Linked DNA regions of Mus musculus: region 1 is linked to region 2. A link is a contact called in public promoter capture Hi-C data. All regions are on one chromosome and are shown on one strand. The core of a region is the stretch at or near the end of the contact, and the rest is flanking DNA. Distances in the headings are between cores, read along the strand shown. Region 1 overlaps Taf2 (TATA-box binding protein associated factor 2). Region 2 holds the start of Ccn3 (cellular communication network factor 3).

What was found. Promoter capture Hi-C pulls out the DNA fragments that hold promoters and counts their contacts.
Region 1: a promoter capture Hi-C map of cranial neural crest shows a contact between it and region 2. The contact joins the enhancer-like site here to the promoter of Ccn3 in region 2. A contact is called at or near these places in 3 of 39 promoter capture datasets (the 3T3-L1 cell line, cranial neural crest and embryonic stem cells).

Annotation. Positions count from the first base shown.
Region 1 is chr15:55,017,138-55,021,794 of GRCm38.p6, reverse strand. The region is part of intron 25 of Taf2 (TATA-box binding protein associated factor 2); the gene reads left to right. Among named protein-coding and RNA genes, the nearest start is that of Gm2491, 33 kb to the right of the region's middle. Within about 2 kb of position 2,649, at least 19 of the 459 cell types and tissues checked have an H3K27ac peak or open chromatin away from gene starts, as enhancers often do.
Region 2 is chr15:54,743,536-54,748,481 of GRCm38.p6, reverse strand. Ccn3 (cellular communication network factor 3) reads right to left here and starts at 2,572. Exons shown (of 5, transcript NM_010930.5): 1 at 2,445-2,572; 2 at 2,085-2,310; 3 at 459-719. The coding sequence starts at 2,510.

The DNA of each region.
Region 1 (4,657 bases), core at 1,400-3,899, 270 kb before region 2:
TTAGAGTATTTCATACAGGATTGTCAAGATGGCTTTCTGGGAAAGATGGGTTCTGCCAAGCCCGACAGCTGAGTTTGATCCTCAGATCCCACATGATGGAAGGAGAGAGTTGAACACACACAAACACACACACACACACACACACACACAGACCGAGACTGAAGATGGCTTTCTGGGAAAGATGGGTTCTGCCAAGCCCGACAGCTGAGTTTGATGGGTTCTGCCAAGCCCGACAGCTGAGTTTGATCCTCAGATCCCACATGATGGAAGGAGAGAGTTGAACACACACAAACACACACACACACACACACACACACACACACACACCCCGAGACCACACACACACACACACACACACACACACACACACACACACCCCGAGCACACACACACACACACACACACACACACACACACACACCCCGAGCACACACACACACACACACACACACACACACACCCCGAGCACACACACACACACACACACCCCGAGCACACGCACACACACACCACACACACACACACACCCCGAGACCGAGACCGAGAAAGTTTCCATTGACTAGGCTTGCTTAAGTAGTTCCGCCCAGCTGTACTTATTCATGCATTTTACACGGTCTCCTCAGTTCCTATTGTTTTATTCCTAAGTCTCAGGTCTTATTGTGTTCCTCAGTTACTAATCAAGCAAAGATGAGAATCCAAATAAATAGCACCTGTCAGATGCTATGAGCTACCAGGAAACCAAGATGACGGTTTCCAGGCGTTTAAGGAAAGAATTACGAGAGAAAGCCACATAGTGATGTCACTTGTGAAGACTGGGGTTTCCAAAGTCATCAGTAACCCTTGAGCAGCTATGGCTATGGGCTTATGCCTCCGTGGCTGGATCTTGCTTTGATACAGAAGAGTAATGCTTATCCATGTGAGGAAGGAGCTCAGGGACCAACTGTGATTAATAAGTAGACTTCAGCCAAAAGCAACAGCTCAGAATACTTCAGTGTTAAGAACACAGATCATTGTCTGCCAAAAGCTTTTTGTGAGGTGTGTGTGTACCTTTATTGTAGTAGATTCACACAATATGTTTCAGAAGGAATCCAGCTGGGACTTGGCCTTGTATTTCCATGAGTGAAGGGCTTGGGGGATTAATTCTTTGGCTCCTTCTCCCATTTTCTCCTTCCTCACTTCTCTCACCTCTCTTTTTGCCCTTTCCCTCCTTACTCCTTCGTGTGTGTGTGTGCGTGTGTGCGTGTGCGCGCACGTGTGTGTGCATTTTGAATTTCAAATATAGCTTTTCCCTAACACATTGATACACTGGAAAAAAGGTAACTGTGTGAAACATAAGAAAAGCTCTTTGATAGACTACAAATAAGCAATAGAAGTACCTTCCTTTCTCATTTGGACTTTTATTTATTTGCATGAATGTGTGTGCACGTATGTCACAGTGCACATGGAGAGGGCAGTTTCAGCCTTGGTGGTAAGCATCATCAACTGCTGAGCCATTCTGCTGGGCCCAGGGAGTAAAGTTTCACTCCTAACTGGTGTGACAGTATTCCTGTAGGAGCATCACTCACAAATCACCTTTTGGGATCAAGTAAGTTAGAGGTGGCCATGTGTGGGAGTGAGATTGGTCTGTGGCTGAGTTAGGGTCCTGAGAGAAAGAGAAGAGTGGTAAGGGAAGCTGTGGCCTCCCTTCCATTTGCAAACTCGAGAGGAAGGAGCACACGTGGGCTTTGGGGGGACATGTCCAGCTGAGGTCTCTTTCATTCATGCTCGCTAAAACGTATGGAAATGTTTGCTCTAGTTGACTCCAAACGGAGAGATGGCATATAAAATCTAGTAGACTTGCAGCTCTTTTCGAAGTGCTTAAGTGAAACTCCTTCAGCAGGGTTGCTCTACTCGTGTGCTGTTTCCTCGGGTTCCGAGCTGTTGAGTGTGGGTCCCTTGCTTCCTCTGCTCACAAAGTGAAGCGACATCTCATATGTCTTAATGACTTAGAGCCAAGGACCCAGATGATATTCAAGAACAGAAATGTGTTACAAACCTCATCTAGGAGAGATAGAAACAAACGATGCCGCTCTAAGGGAGCTGAAGGAGAGAGGCTTATTTTGTTAGTAGAGGACAGTGATGATGTACTTTTAACGCCTCCTACACACACACACACACACCACACACACACACGTGCACATTTGAAACACACACAGCTCCAGGTACACACACACACACACACACACACCCCGAGGCCTGCAGCGGGCCCCCCCACCCCCTGCATTCTCCCTCTTCTTGTGTATGAGGGTAAAAAAGATGTGTTAAATGCGTATGATTTTGTGCAGGTGGTAGGGCAGGCTGTGGGATAACCAAGGAGAGGTGTGAAAATGGTCCCTTCACCCACTCCCTTTCCCTGCCCCTGTCCCGAAGGAAGGAAGAGAATAGGCAGGAAGGGCCCAGTGGTTCTGAGAGAGACAGGTTTGAGCATCATAGATCTCCCTCCCAGCACTGAGCCCCCTTTCTTCCACTGCAAGGTTGCAGGCATCAGGACTGTCTCCTGGGTTTATTTAGTGATGGCAAGAATGAGAAACAGAGGGCTAGGGGGTGATGGTGGAGCAGATGAAACTCCCTAGTGATTTCTGGGGGGAAGAGGGGAGTCTTGCAGCTGCCTTGCTCAGGCTGCTGGGTTATGTAATGCCTTCTTGCATAATTCAGAAAATACAACTCTAGTTCTTGAAATCTTACTTTGAAATTAAAACAATTTGTTTTTCAAAGCTTGTATGCTTTCCCTAGAGATCTTTTTTTGGAACTCAAGATGAAAAACAGACTTTTTTTTTTTTTAATCTTTAGATTACAATGATGTATTTCAACATCTTATTTTTCTATTTAATCTAAAGAACCAAAGAGCAGAATTCATGTCTTTTCTAACAAACTATAGACTTTGTATTGAATATGAACGTATACCTAATATAAATGAAGTCAATAAAATTAACAGATTGTTCAGTGTTTCTTACATGTTCTTATTAGATGGACTGTTGAGCTTGCAAGTTAGGCTTTTATTAAGTACATTTGTTTGTTTCAGATCTGTTATATTGACTACAGCTTGTTTGTTTAACATGATTTTACATTGGGCAGAACAATTGGGAATATCTTTTGCATAACACAAATGAACATCTTACAGGATTTTGAATTATGTGTGTCTCGATCTCTGAAATAGAGAAGGTGTTTCAAATCACTAAAGGGGTTTTGACGAGCCGAGCCCATCCTCCTCGGTCCTCTGCCCATGAGAGTGTATTTGTGACATCAGTGCCCACAGGAAGCCCACAGCAGTCCTTTTGATGGTTACCTTTTAAATTTATACTCCCGTCTATAGCTTCTCTCCCTCCCCTTTGCCATATATGTTCGTCACATTTTTATCTGTAGTTATTAGTTGTTAACACAATTGAGTTCCTTGTGACTTTTGTGTATTACAGTCCCGTCTAGACACGTAATTGGAGGCAGGTGTGCTGGTACTGTGTATCTTCATTTGGAAGTACCAGTAGCCAGTTGACTCTTTTTGCAAGGTTAACTATTGTGGTTAGTCAGGATCTAGATGCATTAACTCATTGTGGATTACAAAGTAATGTTATTCTAATTAATCTTTCCATTTTTATTTATAGGATGTATTGTTTCTCTAAAGCTAAATTCCCTTTTACTATTACTCATTGGTATGAGCCATATAGGAAAGTCTAGATAAATGCCTAATTCTCTCTGTATTTAATAATTTTTAAAAACAATGAGTTTATTGACCACATATTTTAATGGTGATCAGTTCAGAGTATTTATTATCCAGGATTAGTATTGGAATTGTTGTATCTTTGAACATCTTTAAAGGCTGCCTCCTGAGTCAGTTAGGCAAGACTGAGTTCCTTGTTGTTGTATCGAATGCTTCAGGCTCATCCTATAAATATTCTGACTCAAACTGGACTCAGTGCTTTGTCACAGGAACCATTGATTCTGCTACCCAGGTTCTTAAAGCTACTTAACTTCCTGTGTTCTCATAAAAGTCAAGCAAAATTTAAGATGTGTAGGCAGGGTATCCTATTCTGAGCAATGGGGCCTGCAGGTAAGGATGAATTCATCTTCAAAGTGGTTGTAGGTATTCTGGGAAAGAGTCAGCCATTTGGTCTTTGCCTCTGCTCAGAAGCACAACTTCCAGGATAAGCATTCACTTTTCTGAAATCCTAGCACCTCGGCCAGTGTTTAGGACTGATGATGAGACCTGTGCAGCTCAGGACTGAGACTCTGACAAGTGCAGATAGTCAGCTAGTTAGTGTAGGCAGTTGCTAAACAGTGGATGCTGCATGACCGGCCATGAGCTGGGAGCTCAGTTGCTCATTTGTCTTTAGCATTGTTTCTTTTTCCTGTTACCTGGCTAGGTTTTGTGAGATATGAGTCTGGTTTTCTATACTTCTAGCTTGAGGAACATATTTAAGGCATTTAAGATGGAAATTAAGATCATATAATAGCACGTTCTGTTACAGTTCCTTGGTCAACAGGTTATTAGAACTGAAGGATGCCTTTGGGACATTGAGTCAGTTTTTAGTCATAATACAGTACATATTAGAGGCTAACCAGACAGTGTGATCGAGAACACAGGCTCCCAAGTTTCAGTTTCTGTCTTTTCTACTGATGTTAC
Region 2 (4,946 bases), core at 1,323-3,822:
AGAGATTTCTTCTTTCTTTCTTTCTTTCTTTCTTTCTTTCTTTCTTTCTTTCTTTCTTTCTCTCTTTCTTTCTTTCTTTCTTTCCTTCTTTCTTTCTTTCTTTCTTCCTCTCTCTCTCTCTCTCTCTCTCTCTCTTTCTTTTTTTCTTTCTTTCTTTCCTTCCTCCTTCCTTCCTTCCTTCCTTCCTTCCTTCCTTCCTTCCTCTCTCTCTCTCTCTCTCTCTCAGAAGGCAAAAATGAAACACTGTGGCTGTCTCTATTGGGCCCCTTTAAAACAGAGGCTGTGCGCATATTTCAGTAATCTAGCTCAGAGTTAAATAAATGATGCGTTTGATCTTGTTTGGGCGATCTGTAGTTCACAATGGGATGGAAAGCAGCGCCTCATCTTAAATCCCAGAGTCACACCTGCATTGTGACTAGATTTCCCCTTAACTGTCCCACGTCTGCTGGGTTTCTCACCTGGAAGGGCCAAGCCTCCCAGCGTCCCCTGCGTCCCCTGCTCGTCTGAGCCACAGGTCCACTTTTCGCAGCACTCCCCTGGCACTGCGACTTTTCTCGGAGCTGGGCAGTCAGGACCCGGCAGTAGCACGTCTAGCTGGCAGCGGGGCAGACAGCCAATCTGCCCATCTCTGCAGGTGCAGAAGTACTGACAGTTCGGCTCAAACTTCTCTCCGTTGCGGTAAATGACCCCATCGAACACACAGTTGTCTCCCTCTGGAACTAGAATATTCAGGCAGGAAGGCAAAGGGAAGAGGAGAGAAAGAGAGAAACGTGTAATTCAACTGGAAGCTGTGTAAAATGGTAGGACATGGTCAGAAGTTCTTCATTTTCTAGTGCAGATGACTGGCTTAGTATATGTCTTAAAGAGAGATAAGTCCTTGCGGTTGCTTCCAGAAGGAGGAGAAGGCACCAATCCCACCTGGTCCTCCTTTCTTCACCTAGTTCTCATGAGTGAGCAAAGAGGACTGTAAATACTGCAGACTCTGCACATGGCAATACACATATTCTGGTTAATTGATGGCTTCTGACACATCTCTACTTCCTTTCAAAAGTACCTACCCCGAAATGATTTCATTTCTAAGACAGAAACACAGAACAAAGACCAGAATAGATGCTGAAGTCATGCTCCAGAGACCCTATTCTCTAAAGAAGAGATGGTCTCCAAAGAGTCATCTTCTGTAGTAGTTTAGGATTTACAACCAAATAGGTTCACTGGTCAGATTGGGAAAGGCATTAAGTTTTCTTGATATTGAAGCACAGTATGTCACCACTAGCTGAAAGGGAGGGAGGGAGAGAGAGAGAGAGAGAGAGAGAGAGAGAGAGAGAGAGAGAGAGAGAGACAGAGAGAGAGAGACAGAGAGAGAGAGACAGAGAGAGAGAGAGAGAGACAGAGAGAGACAGAGAGAGAGACAGAGAGAGACAGAGAGAGACAGAGAGAGAGAGAGAGACAGAGAGAGAGACAGAGAGAGAGAGAGACAGAGAGAGAGACAGAGAGAGAGAGAGAGACAGAGAGCGCTTCAGACTCTTACCAAGGGTGGTAGGTATGACCCTAATTACAGTACCTGATGGGAAATTGATCTCCCATTGATTACTTCCCATAAGTCTCGGTTGGTGAGTTGCCTGCATTTTATTTTACTGTAGCTCAGATTGGAGTGTCATAGTCCTCCCAGGAGAAGGAGTTGCTTTGGCTCCAATTAGGACAATTACAGGTGTGAAAGCAAACTCTCTGGGCTGCTGCGGGTGGGGGGTGGAGGCAGAGGGGGACTATAGACCTGGGGGTAAGCTCATACTTCCATCACCCCAAGTGTTCCCCTGGAGCTGGCCAAACTCTGGCCCTTAACTCTGTTTTCATCCCTTCTCTAGGCGGCAAGTGACCTACCTGCACGGTGCATGTTTCCTCTCAGCCTGATACCCGGTACATTGAAAGCTCTCCACACATGTCAATTACTGTACTGCACTATTGCTACAAATGTTTTTGCTTAGTTCTCTGGGAAAGTAAAAAAAGAGGGCCAAGTTTCACCTAGCTGCCAGAGGAGAGGTCAGGCCAAGAAGGGGACAGCAGGGTGGGAATGGAGGTAGGATTACCCATGCAAATGCCAGTCTGGTTGTTGGGGTCTGCGCTGCGGTCACAGTAGAGACCACTGCTCTGGTCACAGGGTCTCATCTCAGAACAACTCTCCCCGCGCTGGCGGGCGCACACCGGACAGCAGGAGCAGCCGTCCAGCACCGAGCGCACCCCGGGGGCGCAGGTCGGTGATATACTGGGGCACTTGGGTGGGCACCGAGAAGGGCAGCGCAGAGATGCAGAGACCTAGGAAGATCGACGAGACAAGAAAACGAACTCAGGTTATCAGGGGCGAACCAAGGCAGGGTGAGCCCGGGACGGACCAGAGGCAGTCCAGGAGGTCCAAGTAATCGGGGGCATCTTAAGCGTGCGCCACTTACTTGACTTAAGAGATGGAAGAGCAGGAAGCCTAGGCAGAGGCATCGCTTTCGCAGGAAGAGGCTCATGTTCTGCCTGCTAGGGCTGTTACAGGCTGGAGATGGGACTGCCCCTTCACCCAGGTCTGGCTGAGCGGCGAGCGCCACCCGTGCAGGTTTTATAGTGCGCTCCAGGGACGCAAAACCGGTTGGCTGCACTGGGAGGAGGGGGTGGGGTGGGGGGAATCAGCTGGGTGGGGAAATAGAAGGAGCTCCGCGGTTGCCTTGGTGATGGGCCCCAAGGCAGCTCTCCTTAGGGCGTGGCGCCCGGCCTGAGTATGCCTCTGTGTGTGTGTGTGTGTGTGTGTGTGTGTGTGTGTGTGTGTGTGTGTGTGAGTGAGTGGACTGGCTTTTCCCTGAGCACAGGGAGGGACTGGGTGGAGCCCGGAGGCCAAGACCCCGAGCCAGCTACAGCTCGTGAGAAGGAAACACCCTCTTCCTCTGGGTGGTTGCTTCACCTTCCCCCTGACACCGCTACTTCCTAGCACCCTCCGCCCTCACAGTTCCAACCAGAGCTACAAATGTGGAGCTCTTGATCGGGATGCTTAAAGTTTGGAGCCATATGAGCTGGGCAGGGATTGGCCAGAGGCCCAGAAGTTTAGTCATAAGGGAAGCACATGCAAGTTTGTCACCCTTTATTGGGGGACTCTTTGAAATATTTTGAGGGGGTGGGTAGGAGGAAAGGACACGACACGACACACACACACACACACACACACACACACACACACACGAGGGAAATGAAATAACAGAAAAGAGTCACTTCATCAGAGTTGGGGGCTGCTATTGGCCAAATGGCCAAATTCTTCTGATTGTAATCACGCCAAGATTTGCAAAGTCTTAAAACCCAAGTTCTACATGCTCAGTAGAAATAAACATGAAACAATGGAACACAAATAAAAACGGGAGCAGGGAGACGTTTTCTAGTAGAGGAAAAGTCTTGAAGCATCTGCCATATGACATCAGATGTAAAACTGCTTCTAACTGCCTCACTGGCTTGCACTCAGTGCCCCATGAATGGAGCAGGAGCCTGAGAGAGGATGCTTCCTGCTTGACTTGACTCTCCAGCTGGCATTCATTTGCAAAAGAAAAAGGTGATGTGCTGAGGTATGCTTCCCTTCTGTCAGAAGAAATAGAGAGCAAGTTTGACCCCTTCAAAAATGACCAGCAGGCAGTGGCGCACACCTTTAATCACAGCACTTGGGAGGCAGAGACACATGGATTTCTGAGTTCGAGGCTAGCCTGGTCTACAAAGTGAGTTCCAGGACAGCCAGGGCTATACAGAGAAACCCTGTCTTAAAAAAACAAAACAAAACAAAACAAAACAAAACAAAACCAAAAAAGTGACCAACAGATTTAAAACATGTTTTCGCCTTGACTTCAGTATTATGCCCCTTGGTGGGGAGGGACTATGCGCACGCAGCCCTCTTGAGGATAGCTACTTCAAATCACCAAACCAAACCAAATCAACCAACCAACCAACCAACCAACCAACCAACCAAACAAACAAAACACTTGGTGAGCAAGATTATACAGGCTTGTATAGCTCTAGACTTTACAAAGAAACAAATTGCCCTTGCATTACTGACCTTCAGCAGGAGGGAAACCAATGGCAGAGTGCATAGGGAGCCCGGGCTGTCCCTCTAATACTCCAAGATGGCACAGTCACTTCTACCTCCTTTATGGCTATTCTTTTAGAGCTCAGAACTGCTCAGATGCATTCCCACAATGGTGACAATTCTGCTTTTGTTTGGCACACTCTGGATGAGAAGCATGCAAAGTTTAGGCAGAGGTAGGGGAGCTAATTTGCACATCTGATTGGAGGCGTCCATCAGGTTAGTGGGGCTCATGTATCACCTGGCTCTGCCATGCTTCCATCCAGCTGCACATCCGAGACAATGAGAGCGCACGTCTCCCAAAATCGCTGATTCTTGACCCTCTCCAGGGTGGCTCTTGGGATGTTGAATTTTAGTGCCTGATTAAATGGAAGCTAACTTTGGGCAAAGGAATTGGGCACAGCACTGAGTTTGGGCTTCAGTCTGGGAAAGGGTGAGGAAGGGAAGAAAGGTGTAATTTAAGGACAAGGAAATGGCAGACACACTTCTATGTTATGGCTAATCTGGTGCTGTTATGTATTCAAATGCTGAATACTGGCTCCTGAGATTTGGTTACCCCAGTGAACAAATCCTCCTGTATACCAAGTGATGCTATGTAACCTTGTTCCCTAAGTTAATTGGTCAGTAAAAGGCTAAAGCTCTTGATTGGATAGTTGATAAAATAGGTGGGTTTTCAGTTACCTGGCTGGGGATCACAGGTAGAGAGACTGGGAGAGAAGAAAGGAAACCAAGAGAGGAGGAAGCCACCATGACAGGACATGGACCATGAGCATCTGGCTAGAAGAAAACTGCAAGTAACAAGAGTCATACGGGCAGGATATAAGTTTGAAAAGCTCCCAAATCTGCCCAA